Regions from separate parts of the Zea mays genome. Here region 1 is linked to region 2. Evidence: chromatin contacts called from public Hi-C data. All regions are on one chromosome and are shown on one strand. The core of a region is the stretch at or near the end of the contact, and the rest is flanking DNA. Distances in the headings are between cores, read along the strand shown. Region 1 holds the start of LOC100501171. Region 2 holds the start of LOC100382772 (putative calcium-dependent lipid-binding (CaLB domain) family protein).

Region 1 (7,263 bases), core at 4,062-6,561, 260 kb after region 2:
TCTCGAACTACACATGTGGACGATCTCCTCCTTGCCCCAGCAAGATCAAAGTAATGGAGTCCAGCGGCTCTGGCAGCAACGAACAGAGAGCCAAGTTTAGCTTTTCCTTATCAACTTTTATGCTTGCTAAAATTGTGAACACAAACATCAAGGTTTTGTCAAAAGTCCCCCTTTTCTTCCATATTTCTTAAATAGTATGTCTGATGATGTGACACATAAACATTATGTGCCTTGTGGGCATAGAAACTTATGGCCTGTGGAGTTTGTGTACAAAATGGAAAAATCATGGTGAACATTATGTGCCTTGTGGGCATAGAAACTTGTGTTGTCAATATCTTTTAGTAAAGTAGATGGCTATTATAAAGTATGTTTGATGATGTGACACATAATTCATTGTTATTGTAGCATCACTATTCTGTTTGGCTACTGTATTAGTCAGTGAATGAGTCAGGGGTTGGTAGATGGGCCTTGGGACAACATATTTTTGTAGTATTTACATAAACATCTGCATAGGTTCAATAGTGATTTGTGCATCAAGCTCCCTGAAGTCTTCCCTTGTGGTGTTAGTGTCACTTTGCTCTGATATAATATATGCATGCCTTCTGTTCAAGTCGCTCGGTTAATGAATTTCACAATTAGTATACTGATCTCAAAGGGAGCATGTTAGTCACATGGAGGTGGCAAAAGTTGCATCCCAATGTCTATGATTATCATTCCTTATTTTTTTGTGTTTTGTTTTCCACCCTATGTTGCTCTGGTGTTTACAATCTAATATGATCATTGCAGGCCGTAATTACTGAAATCAATGAAAATATTGGTACTACTGGTGTAGTCAGCCAGGAGTGCAAGGCTATTGTTTCTCAATGCGGACAACAGATCCTAGATCTTTTGCTAGCTGAGGTTTGTATATTCCATTCTTTGGATTTGCTTCTCTTGTTGTTGGTTTGGTCAGTTGCTTTTGAAGGTAACTCAACTTCCTATTAGGTTATTTGCAGATACAACCAGCAAAGATTGGCTTCCTTTTATGCCTAGCTTAGAGATGAATAAAGTATCCTAGAATAATCCCAACTTTCCAAGATAAATAGTTCTCTTTGATTTCTACCTATGTGATAAATTTATAGTAGATACATATCACCGATTTGTATGCCTATCATGTAAACCTATCAAGCTTACCCAAGTGTCATTCAAATACTTTTATTATTAAATGTAGTCGACACTGGCTTAGATTTCTTTTTTACTATGTTTTTTTGTAGTATTGCAAAGTTCAACGTGGATTGTCTGGTAGAGTCAGAAATCTGAATTGTTGCCACTATATTCTTTCCATGTTTACATTATGCTGATTTGCTTTCTGCAATTTACTTTTAATGTTTTGGAGCAGTACTCAAGCAAGAGGCAGCCCTTCCGATCTTATGATATCAAGATATTTTCTGGTCCTAAACCCATGAAGGTATTCCTTAGTTTGCTTGTAGACAAATGCTTATTTTTTACAACTTCACGCATCCCTTGTTTTGAGTACATGACATAATTGGAGACTCTGTCCATTTATCTATGTGATGTTTCCATTAATATGTCTTCTCATAGGTATTATTTTCACTGGTATAGTGACTGCAGTTTGTAGTTAATGGCACATGCTCATCTAGATAGTTATGCACAAGCTTGTTACTGGGATATTGCTTCTTGGTGCAGGGTGAGTCACATGACAATAGCTTTGTGTTTTTTAGGTTTTGCATTTTGCAGTAATGATTTGATTTCGAATAACTACACTCCATAAATTTATCTTGTTGGCTGGTATTTGTGTACAGATAAAAGCATAATGTATCCTGTATATAGTCACCTCTTCTTTGCACTGAAAATTATAAATGGGAATGGAAGTGTTTTCTCTATTATAATTGGTGGACATCGTTTTCATTCATATCGGTTAGCCTTAGCCAATACCTTAAAGTTTTTTTCTTGTTTTATGGGTCCTGTAGGGTCTTCTTCTGAAATAGAGTTGAGAAGAGTCGACTATTTCAGCAGCAAGGAATTGCCACAAGTATTGGAAAGGTAACCTCCACAACAAAGCCATAGTTCGTGAGATACGACAAATTCCACGGAGAGTAAAGAAGTTAATAGAGCTCTTACCTCATCAAGAGGTACAATTTCATCATATGAACCTGCTCATCTTCTGATTTCATTTGTTGTAAGTCTATTGATATTCAACTGTTATAATGAAACTTAGCTTGCACGTAAATTTCTTGCACCTTCCATTTCCATATTCAGGATAATGAGGAAGAAGCTTCGCTTTTTGTCATACTGTATTTGCTTCTGACCAGTGTTATTTTTCTACCATTATTTCAGAAAATCACTCGAGGTGAGATACATATTCTAATATTGCTTGTGCATGGCATGATTCAGCAACATCTGTAGCTTTTTGAATTATTTTGGTCACTCGAGAAAGTTTGCATCAACTTTTACTGTTTTAGTCAGTAGTCATAACTCTGGACCATGCTTTTCCTGAATTGAAATGCCTGGACTTCTAAAGTTAGGAGTTACAATGCATGAACTTTAGTTTCCGTATTTGGCAATTTAGGGACTAAATGGAATATAATGGAGGGACTAAAAATTAGTCCCTAGAAACTAAACACCCCCTTATTTTTCTTGTTGTGATCAGGATTCCAAGTTTGCCATTCCTTCGGAGGAGGCACTGGATCTGGAATGGGCACCCTTCTCATCTCAAAGATCGGGGAGGAGTACCCTGATCGAATGATGCTCACTTTTTTTTGTCTTTCTCTCACCCGAGGTTTCCGACATTGTTTACTGATAGTCCATCAATTGGTTGAGAATGCTGATGAGTGCATGGATCTTGATAATAAGGCACTTCATGGATCTTGATAATAGTAGGTCGACTATTTTAGTAGCTTCACGATGAAGTTGCTTGAGGAAGGTTTTGATCTTTGTGCACATCTGCTAGCTCTGCGACGGTACCATTTCATGGAAATATCTGACTAGGAAGATTCCTTTATTGCTCAATTTATCTTAAGGAGTAAGGTAATGATGTAATGTTTGTTTATCATAGTATTTTAGCTATAGGTCATGCTTTTTTGTCAACCTGTACGAGTCCACTCAATTTTGAACTTCTCCCATGCAGAAATGGTCATTTGTTAAATCTGAGCAGAAAAGATCAGAAATCCAAGGGCTTATGGAATTGGTATTGCAGAGATCTTCATGTGATTTGGATCCTTATAAGGAAAGATAATTTATATACATGAGGGAGCCACCTATTGATTCTTTTGATGTCTCTACATGTGGTAATAGTTTCATCTGAGATTGTCTCTACCTACTATATATGCAGCTTGTTTACTAAAAAAGTTCTATTTCTCAAATTGCTAACTACTTGATTCTTTACTACTAGGTCTTGATTTACTGGATGACATCTTGTTGGGTTATAAAGCTGAATGGCCAATGAATATTGGCATTACAGTGGACGCACTGAAAATACATGCTAAAATATTATGAATGTTCTCTACCGCAGTTGCTGTGGAGGAAGTCGGCAGCGCGGCTATGGTCGCTGAGAAGAAGGTCGTCGCGGCTGTGTAGCTTGTCGCCTTTGCTGCGCACAAGGCGGGCTACGCCGCGGATGCTGTCTGTTTGTATTACTTTTGGTTGGTTGCATTAAGTGTTGTACTGTGTGTTTGGTAATGCAGTTACTTTTGTATTCAGTGAACTGTTTGGTAATGCAGTTCCTTTTGTATTTAGTGAATTGTGTGGTACTGCGTACACACTGTAGTTCCTTTTGTATTAAGTGTAGTAGTGATGAGGTAATGCATTGCACTTGTGCTACTTAGCTAAATCTATGTACTTGTGCCTGTTGTGGCTAAAAAGCATATGTTTAAGAAAAAACTGCTTTATGTGAATGAGGTACTAGCAATATGTGTACATTGTGGCTCTAAATGGCTACGTCCGTGTACTTATGTTTATATGAAATTTGAAATAACTGTTGAGGCTATTTTCTCAGTACTACTGAGGCTGTTTATAGTTTCTCGGAAACTATTCTTCAGTATCTCGGGAACTTTTGTTCAGTTTCCACTGAACTATTTTTAAGTTTCTCAGGAACTAGAGACTATTTTCTCATATTTTCTTATGAACTATTGTATAGTTTCTCAGGACCTATTCTTCAGTTTCTTAGGAACTATTGTTCAATCTCTCATAAACTATTTTTCTGTTTCTCACGAACTATTGTTGAGTTTGTCTTAAACTATTGTATAGTTTCTTAGAAATAAATATTGTTCAGTTTCATAGAAATCTGAAATAACTGCAGATTCAAGTGACTATTTTCATAGAAATATAAAATAACTGCATATTTAAGTGACTATTTTCACATAAATCTGAAATAATTGCAGTTCATAGATTACAAGGGAAATAGAGGAGTATTTTCACTAGAAGCAGTGCTTGAGATCACTGAATGAATTATAGACTATTTTCACTAGAGAACAGTAGTTCATTTCACAAATTACAGTTTCAAACAAGTTCACGTATCGGTACACACTGCACTTCACATATTACAATTTCAGTGGCCAGATTACACTTTCTTCTTCTTCAGGGTGATTTTTAACTAAACATCTAACAATGCGTGGAGACGACGTTGCTCCTGCTGAAATAGTACTACCATCTTCTGTCGTAGCAATCTGTTATGAGACAACCCCAGCCCTCCAGTCACCACTTCTTCAATCCTTGTCATTGATGTCGGTACCAGTCCTTGAGTAACTTCGGCTCTTGAATTAGGAACCACTTCATCAGTATGTTCTTGCATCAGGAACCACTTCATCAATATGTTACTGTCATATAGCCCGAAGCTCTTTAGGAACCACTTCATCAGTATGTTGCCCGTGAACTATCTCGTGTACATGCAACCTATAGAGCATAATGGAATTAAATAGTTGTGACCTCACCACATAAGAATCTAACTAGATATATGCTCGTGTGTTGCTATGATAAATTACATTAATATACAAAAAATATTATAATTTATAATATTAACTCCGTAGCAACGCACGGGCATATACCTATTATATATATATATATATATATATATATATATATATATATATATATATATATATATATATATATATAAAATCTAAGAGGTGCAACGAACAAGTGATAAAAAATGGCCGTGGCAAATGCAGGATGCTACAGGACCACTGTAGCGAGATAAGTTCGAGCATGACACTGACGGAAGAACCGAGACAGGTATGCCATGGCCAGTTGGCCACCCGAAGACGAAACCACCACAAATGTCACCCTCAAAATTTTCTCCGGAAAGAAAGTAAGGGAAACCGGTCAGAGACCACAAAAGTTTCCATGGTGCCTTGACGCTGATCATTCTCGGCGGCGAGTCCAGCTACAATCTGTGAGGCGGCGGCGGCGGCAAGAACTTGACAAGGACACCAAGCCTAGCCTGGCCAGCTGGCCTGAAAGGTGGATGATGACAACAGGAACAGTCACCTATTCCATGCTGATCTAGCGGCAAGCATCCACCTCCTCTGCGGTCTCCCCTCCGAATCTCCGATGGGTCCCCGGGGGCGACACGTACGCCGATCCGGTCCAGTGCGGAAACGAACCTCCACCGGCGGGGAAGCTCAATACAGGCACGATGCATCCAGGCACAAATCGATCGATTTAGAAACAAGAATCAAAGGTGTGCGAGCCGAGAGACGAACACGAGAGCAAATCCTTCCTTAATATTCATGGACAGCGCAACGCTGACCTGCAACAACCGAAGCCGACCACAGGCATCCGCAAGACAGCAAGTGAAGCTCAGATCGGCGAACTGCGGCCTTCTGCGCTTCGCCTAGGAGCCTACGGAGTACTGAGAACAGAGCAGCGGAGGATCATGGCACACCTTCAATTCTTGCGGCGCCAGAAGCAGCGGAGCTTGAGCCGGCGCGCTAGGACATTGGCGATCGCGACGGCAGCGGCGGCAGCCGCGGCGGCGTCAGCGACGGGGTCGAGCTGGCCTCCCGTGACGACGCGGCTGCCGATGAGGCAGGCGACGAGGAGAAGGGGCAGGCACCAGAGCACGAAGTCGAGCACCGAGTCGAGGTCGACGTCCCAGTCCCACTCCCACACCCTCAGCATGGCCATTGGGAGTCCGAAGCCGGAGGAGGCAAGCACGGACGGAGCTGGACTGGACGAGCGAGCGAGGACGCTGAGAAGGGAGGGAAAAAAAGAGGAAAGGTGTGGAACGAGCGAGCAGCTAGAGCGGCGGCAGCTGGATCAAGGTGGAGAATCGCTGCGGCTGGACTGCGGCGGATATGGATCGGCGCAGGCCGGCGGAAAAAAAAGGTGGCTGGGGTTTTGCGATTGCAGCAGCGGGGAGAGACGTGTTTGTAATCGATCGTGTGGTCTCGTGGTCGGCTGATCCCCGCGCGCGCAGGCGCAGGCAGCCCCTCCCCGTCCCGTCCGAGGCGCAGAGCAAGGATTCGCCCCGACATGGACCCGTCAGAGGGCCGGAGGCGTGAGCTGAAACCGGCATTGTCGGCCGAGTGCGCTGTCCGCTTCCGGTTGCCGAGTTGAGCGACGGGGGAGTCGGGGGAGGAGATGGATAGGTCCGCCCCCGAAGAAGAAAAAAAAAAGGGACGCGGGCGGGAAAGGGGAAAGCTTCCTCCATTCCGGCGCGGCCGCGGGCTACCTCGCTCCACGCTACCAACCATCCGTTGCTGCTCAGCGCTAGTCAGTAGCGACGAGGAGTCTACGCGGACTAGACATGACACCACTAGCAACCGCTAACTACAGGTCCACAGTAAGGTAACCTCGGCTCTAATCATCGTTGATTTCTGCCGCATGTGCACTACTTTCCTTAACATGTCTATCAAACGCTGCATCCTAAGTCTCATCTAAATAATTTTTTTCCATCTTTCATGAAACCCTCTTAATCTGTCTTCTAATTAAATCATTGCTATATTATCATACATGCTTATGTTGTGCCAAGACAATTGATAGTGAAGTAGGGTTTTCGTCGGCTTAGCGGCCTCTACCCAACATGGGATTGGAAATACATTTTTGGTCAAAAAGATATTTTACACATGCTACTTGTAAGTCAGGACTTTCGATATCTGACTTAAAATTTTATCATGAATGAATGAGTATGCTAAATTGGAAGTACGTGGTTCACGATGGAATTGCTGAGAGCGCCGGACTGTCCGGTGGCACACCGCCGGACTGTCCGGTACACACCAGGGAACAGTAGCCTAACAGTTAGTTCCTGGTGGCACTATGACGGAG
Region 2 (7,423 bases), core at 4,800-7,299:
TCCTTTGAGCTAGAATTTGCAGGAACAAATGATGATACCTATCAAAAGCTCAAAGAAGAAAATGAGAGGCTAAAGATGAGCTTGACACAACTTAAAGGGAAGTGCATTGCTCGACCTTCTCAAGATAACCGTGATCACATGGTGAAGAAGCTTGAGACGGGAACAACCGTGGCATGCACTACATCCCTTGAAGAGAATGTCAAGGACTTGAGGATTGCCAAGAGGAAGAAACAAAAGATGAAATTCAATACCTCCTCCAAAAGCCTCGCCTCCACAAAAGGTAACATCCAAGGTAATGATCAAGCCACACTTCACACTAAGATAAATAAGAAGTGCAGTGAATGCTTTGAAGAGGGACACTTGATTAGGTCATGTCCCTACATTAAAAATGGCTTGATTATTAACAAGGATGATAGACTTTGTTTTAAATGCCCGTACACTAGTGATGCGCCCGCATAGGCATGCAGAGACATAATCAAGATGATGGCCTGTGCAGACGAGGCTAATAGGTGCCAACACAATAGAGCTGTCAAGTCATCAATTAAGATACATATGTTTTCGATTGTGATAAATTTGAGATTAGTTAGGTTCGTTTTGAGATTGTAGTTGCTTGATTTAAGAGGGAAGGGGCGCTGGCGCAGGCACTTGTTGTGGCATCGTCGCCCGTCACACTGCATAAAGTTGTGAGGACGCGAGCAAGAACTCCTTGTTGTGCCACCATCCTGATAAGCCGCTCAGAACTTCTGGATGCTCATTGCAAAGATTTAGAACGCATTTGAACAACTATCCAATTTAAACAAGGTCTACCTATGTGATATATAGAAATCGTAGCAAAGCACAAACATCTAACTGTATATTTAAGACATTAGATCTTATTATTTCAGCACTTTTGGTAAACCCCTTTTCCTAACAGGTGGTTTACCGACAATGTCATAGGAAGAAGCCACAGGACATACACGTGGACCGTGGAGGCAGAGAGCTTGGATGTGAGGCGAGGGAAGTCAGAGGAAGGCAGGAAAAAACTATCTGAGCACACGAGGTGACACTTCTTTCTTCATAGCACGAGAAATGTTATGGAAGGACCGGTGCTCTTTTATAATGGCACACATAAAAAGAATCCGTTTGGAAGCACCACTAGTTTATGAAAAGAAAGTTGGATGTGTATTTAGGACACAATTTCTTAGAAAAATGTTTCTACCTTTTTCGATACACAGACAAGTTTATCCTTACCCTATTTTAAAAATAATTGATTCAATTATTCTATTTATTTTTCTTTGCTGCAAATTTTAAATATCGTTTGGACTCATATTTTCCCATTCAATTTTAAATAATAATTAAATAATAAAATCAGACAAATCTGACATTGAGGGGATCATATGCATAATCTAGGAATGGTGACAATCATTGCAATTTTCATTATTGAGTAAAATCTAGTTTCATCTAGACAATAACAGTGTCTTGATTTCTTAGAAACCGCGAGGCTGAAGCATAAACTAATCTATTTAGAATTACCATAATTTTTTAAATCAGTTTCTTAAAACTTATATGCTTCCAAACGGGTCCCAAATTACTTAGGCCTTGTTCGTTTGTGTCGGATTGGTGGGTCGGAACAATTCCTAACAAGATTGCTTTCTCTAATTTATATAAACTTTGATTAGCTAGAACGATTCCGGGTGCAATCCGATAGAAACGAACAAGGCCTTAGGAATTTCGAACTAGTCTTTGTACGCATTGGGATCCGTTTGGATTGATTTTCTGAATTATGGACTCAATAGATCTTTGTGTGCTCTCAAACATTCGTTGATTGAAATATTTTTGGGCTACTTAGCAAGTCTCTATTTGCGCTGGCTCGGCCCATTCCAACTGAAAAGTCATTCGAATGCCAACAAGCGGCCCGTCAACTGTTCCGAGATCGTTGCTTGCGCTGTGTGGAGGAAACCCTAGGGCCCGCCGCCTCCCACTCCCGTCCGCACCTTCTCTCTCCCTATATAACCTGACCTGCCGATGCTAAACTGACGTACCAACTTGAACCCTACCCTCCGCCGTCGTCGCCGCCTATGCCACTCTGCGCTTTATTTGCTCGGTTTTTCTTCGTCGTGCTAATCTCTTCTCCTGTTCATTAGTTTTGTGCTTCTGTGTCTTCTTTTGCCCCGCACCCTATCGTGTGAGGGATGGATTCGAGGTTTGGGCTCATGATGATTTGGATCCGAAAGGATCTTAGCGGATTTCGGTGAGGCGGATTCGTCCGCCGTTGATCGCTCTATGTTGTTACACACACTGAGGCCCTTTTGATACGTCCCTCGTATCGTTCCTTTTGGTATCCTCTCTTCGGATCCTACGTTTACGGTAAATTCGTTTGGTGCAGTGGCAATGCGATGATGATTCATATGGTTTTGGCAGTGGTTAGCCATTTGGTCACCGTGAGCCGTCAAACCAAAAAACGACTTCTCTTTCCACTGAGCATTGTGATTTTTGTGATCCTCTCCTGTTTCTCATTTTTCTGAAATGATTTGTGTTACCTTTATCGAGGTCCTAGTGCCGGATAATCTTCTGTCCTATTGATATCCAAGTGAATGGTGGAAGTTATACGGTGCAACAATTTCAAATTGTTATTACTATAAACATCTGACACCGAAATTGATACACGGTAAAGAAAACATGATGCAGTACAATTTTGTACACGGTAAAGAAAACATGATGCAGTACAATTTTGTACACGGTAAAGAAAGCATGATACAGTGGCAACACACCACGGAAAAACCGGAGCCTATGAGTTTCTGGCGTGGAAAAAAATCACACCATTTTCTGGTGGCAAAAACATGATACAGTGCCAACACCACGGAAAAACCGGAGCCATGTGATCTAGTTTTTTGAACTGCCAAGACCCTTGCCACAGATAATGCACACCATTTACTGTGGCAAAAAATTTTACCCGCAAGATAGCAAAACAAACCCACAATTCTATTTTGCGTCGTTTTGCATGTAATGGACATTGATATCAACAAATCGAGAGGACATTGATTGTTATAAACTGCATGGTGAACCTTGAATTTAGATTAGAAAAAAAGGAGTTTCTTGTGAATCATCTCTCAAATTTTAGTATCCACAACACACCTTTTAGCGATTCAGATCTTTATTTTGAAGAGAGCCCTTGCCAATTACCAAAATATAACAATTTCTCTTGGCAACAAAAGCAAAACAAATTCTTTGTATCCCACACCCATTATAAAGGTGGCAACTTGAGCAGATTTCTACACGTTAAGCGGCATCCACTCCATCTCCAACTCCAGCTCGCCGGACTCGGTGTGCTGCAGCTTCAGTGCCATCCCTTGCTTCACCTTGCCACCAGAGACCACCACGGCGCTGTCCCTGACGAGAGCGTTATCCTCGGACTTGAGCCACCGGCCGATCTGAATGTCGCCCAGCAGCTCCGGGTCGCCAAATGCTGCGGCAGCGTTGATCATTGTCTGCAGGTCGATCTCGGCCTCACCCATGAGGTCGTCCTTGGACACCATGTCATGATCGAACACTTGCTGCTTTCATTGTTGCGTGAGTGAAAGAACGGATCAAAGGGTTTGTTCAAGTTGGCATAATTATTGGGACCCTCAAAATTTAGATGGCATTATCTGTTACTGTATGTGATATATAGTAATGGTGTAGTTCATTACCAGCTTCAGAGGTCCATATTGCTGGGGAACAGAGAGCTTCAGTTCTTCATTCCAGACAGGATTCAGGTTGCCATTGATTACTGAAGTTTGTGCTTTCTGCAATCAACAAGAGGGCGCTGTAATTTGATAACAAAGTATATGTTTATTTTGTTGTGATTCTAACAAAACGACCAAAATTACCTGTTGCCCAAGTGTCAGGACGACATAAGGGTCACTGCTTGACATATCCCTGATGGCTAGGTTGGTGCCTCCAATCACCTTGACATTCAATATTCCAATGAACTCGATCATGCCGACCTGCAAAAACGAAAAAAAAGAATCACTACACCCAAATACCGGGCAACAAATTAGTGACCATACATATAGTAAATGTTCAATTTGGGCAGCCATACTTGACTCTTGGAACCATCAGAATGAGAAGCATTTCCGGCATGTTTTCCAGAGTCACTAGGCTGATGAGAAACAATGCGCAAGCTTGGCTTCAGAAATTCCTGCAGCTCATATTTAGACCTGAAACAATGGAAATACATACTTCGGTAGCTGACAACTTATGACAGGGAGAATATGGATCACGCGCTTCAATAAAAATGCCTTCTGCAGATCAAGCTTGGAAAGAAAACAAGTAGACACCAATCTTCAAAGAACTTGGCAAAATTTCTTGTGTCCATTGGGAAAAAAAAATCGTTTCCAGATAACCACAAACCTGATGAATTTTTCTCGCTCTTCCTGGGTAGAATCTGAATGTGGCTTCTGGTAGCCCTCTGGTATAAAAGCCTCATATATTGCGTTTGCCTGAGAATTCCCACCAACTTCTATCATGGAGTCAACTTCACTGTCAGACCACTTGTCCAGTGTCACTGACAGAACCTGTGTCAGATAAACATTAGGTTCATTATATGTATTAAGGACGATATTACCATGGAGTAATACTGCAGACTAACAAACAATTGCATTTTGCATGTTGTATTGCTACCTGCAAAGATGGTATCATTGCTAGCAGACAGTAATAAACTCTAAAAACAAACAAAAAAAGGAAAGAAAAATAGAAAGAAAGAAACATGTAAGGTAATTTCTGGTTTTAGTGTGTGACTACAAAAACCTTTGAAATATGTGTACCGAGACTTCTATGGACGCCAGAACATTTTACGCAAATGAATACCCCAATATTAGCTGATCTGCAAAGATAAACCTCAGTTATTTGTGTTTCTCCAGCCACAAAAGTTTGAAGCAAAGGCCTATGCATAGTATACAGACCTGGTTATGTTAAAAAGAAAAGAATGGGGAACCAAACAGAGGATTTTCCAAATTATATTGCAAGGTTATGCATGATTTATTATTGCTCTACATGTTCTACTCATATGTCTTCCACAAATGCATTGCCAGCTGCCAGGGCTGATATCCAAATGGGAGAAAAGACAGAAAGTTCAAGCAAACTGAAATTGAGCACATGGTGACCTATTCATGCTCACACAAATACTTACGCCCATTTGGGATCAGATGCACCACAGTCAGCACAAATGTGGTTTTCACTCTTTTGCAACAACTCCTTCAGTTTCGCCATCTTAGCTGGAAGGCAAAGGTGAATGTGAGTTCATAATATAAGCGAAGCTGCTGTGACCTTAATACATAATATAAGTATACTTGATAGAGAAAACTAGTGGCTGTACCATAAATGTAGCAAAAAGTGTCAAAAATTGGAAAGCCTTCAGGGAAAAAATTGCACTTGTGTTTTCGGCAGATCGTGTGTGCATTATCACGAACATATATGTATTTGCTCAAGGTTGCTACAGAATATTCCAGTGCGAGCACCAGGAATTTGTGCCATGCCACTCCGAGGTGGTCACAGAAAGCCATTTACGCATACCTGAGGTCGCAGTGTCACCATGCCCACTCATCTTGGGTGCAAGAAAGCTCGGCCGCAAATGCGTCAAATCGTACTCAATCCTGCCAAATGGATGTTGAGCACGAAAAAAACGTGAATAAAAGAAGCATGTAAATTCCAAAGTTTGAAGAATACCGTTGGGATTACTGAAAGCGGAGAGTACTTGCTTCCAAATTCCTAGCCAACGTGGCCACGCAATGCGTAGATTTTACTGTGAATTGGGACCAAGCGCAGGTGGCAGCCCAATTACTCAGAGAAGAATCGCGAATCGCAAGTCTACACAGCGCCAACTACCCCATGCGATTCAGCATCGGAGAAATCAGGAGCCCAAACGAACGCGATTGATGGGGACGAATGCGCCACAGATCAGGGGTACCCAAATGATGAAAGAAGTGTATAATTGCTTACCGAGAGAGAGCGACTGCCGGATCAGCTCCGACTCCTTTGCCCCTTCCTACGCGATGGGTTCAGGATGCAGCTCTGAGAGCCCGAGATCTTCCTCCGCTCCCTCCGTTCACCTCCCCTTCCCTCCCCTCTGATCACTAGAACTAGAACAGGTGGTCCACGTGGCCTGGTCGGCTGTTCACACGTGCCACAGGAGGCTGACGGTCTGGCCCATGTGCAGGGTTTTTTTATTATTCTCGGGGCAAATTGCAAACTTGCAAGACTACCATTTTCCTGCGAAAACGGACAAAAAATCCGGTTTCATATACGATATTCTGTTTTTATCCATACGTTTTCGTATTTGTGGAAAAAAAAACGATAACGAAACGGGATGTTATCTTATGTATATGTAATTTCGTGGTTTATGATTAAAGAATGTTGATGAAAAAAGTATTGCCTTTGCGCAACATGTTGATCTTTAAAAACATATGTTTTTTTTTGCTAACTTTTAAACTTGTGAAGTTGTTATTTATAGTGTCCTAAACTCTTAATATTGGAGTTTGTTGAGTGATTGCATAATATTGTATATTTCGGACAAAGTTTTCGGTTACTATCCGTTTTTGTTATATATCCATTCGTTTTAATCCGTTTTTGTGTAATCATATATTGCACAACCGTTTTCGTTTCTGGCACCGCTCCCGCTTCCGCTCCCGTTTTCAATAAAAAATATGGTAACATAAATATGAGTGGAGTTTTTCCGATCGTTTTGGTTCAATTCATCCCTAATTGTGACGTTCATGCCCCATCCCACCCCAAAACTTTTCTTTAAACACTGGCGCTAAGAAATCCGAAAGAATTCGGATGTTTGCCACATGACGTAACACCGACATTGGCACTTTGTCAGTAAGTTTATTGCAATTTGATTTTGTGTCTTTGATGCGCGATGACGTGGTTATATAGAGTTTAAGGTCCCTCGCGATGTAACATGAATTCTAAAAGGTTGTATCTGGAGATGCCATTGAGGTCCCGATTTAGAATTAATCTATTAAAAGATAGGAATATAAACGAGTAAACAAGGACATAGAAACATTTTTCATCCCCGTTTTCTATGGGTATTAGTTAAGCTTGCACGTGACGATGTTTTCGTGTAATAGTTAATGATATAAATAAATAATTACTTTGTCAAGAGATCTCTTATTTTACACATATATTCATTTTAATGTACACATAATAATTTTTACATCTAATCTAACAATGTATATAAGTAACAATATTTTACATTAATAACAAAAAACACACGTTCTAATTTTAATTGAAGTGAGGATGAGGATCCCGTCGGCCTCGCGAGGTCGATGATGGAGAATAAAATGTCTCCCACAAGCGTCCATTGAGATCCCCGCTGAGAAATTTCATCCGGGAACGAGAATGAGAAGCTATTCCCCAACAGGGAATTTTACGTTGCCATGCCTAGTTGTATCCAACCCTAATA

What was found. Hi-C and Micro-C count contacts between places; a contact is called where the count stands out from the background.
Region 1: a contact with region 2 is called in a Hi-C map of leaf, with 8 times the contacts expected there. The contact joins the promoter of LOC100501171 here to the promoter of LOC100382772 in region 2. A contact is called at or near these places in 8 of 25 Hi-C or Micro-C datasets (bundle sheath, ear, endosperm and 2 more).

Annotation. Positions count from the first base shown.
Region 1 is chr5:121,289,795-121,297,057 of Zm-B73-REFERENCE-NAM-5.0, forward strand. It overlaps LOC100501171, which reads left to right and starts at 5,312. Exons shown (of 1, transcript NM_001195963.1): 1 at 5,312-6,655. The coding sequence starts at 5,873. The coding sequence ends at 6,400. LOC103626832 (a long non-coding RNA gene) reads right to left here and starts at 6,515. Exons shown (of 2, transcript XR_553179.2): 1 at 5,882-6,515; 2 at 4,325-4,890.
Region 2 is chr5:121,032,908-121,040,330 of Zm-B73-REFERENCE-NAM-5.0, forward strand. It overlaps LOC100382772 (putative calcium-dependent lipid-binding (CaLB domain) family protein), which reads right to left and starts at 6,050. Exons shown (of 9, transcript NM_001175481.1): 1 at 5,959-6,050; 2 at 5,533-5,612; 3 at 5,150-5,234; 4 at 4,768-4,843; 5 at 4,372-4,535; 6 at 4,061-4,178; 7 at 3,849-3,965; 8 at 3,669-3,764; 9 at 3,059-3,533. The coding sequence starts at 5,563. The coding sequence ends at 3,252. LOC111589440 (small nucleolar RNA R11/Z151) reads left to right here and starts at 2,187; the gene lies at 2,187-2,286. It overlaps LOC111589441 (small nucleolar RNA Z152/R70/R12), which reads left to right and starts at 2,370; the gene lies at 2,370-2,465.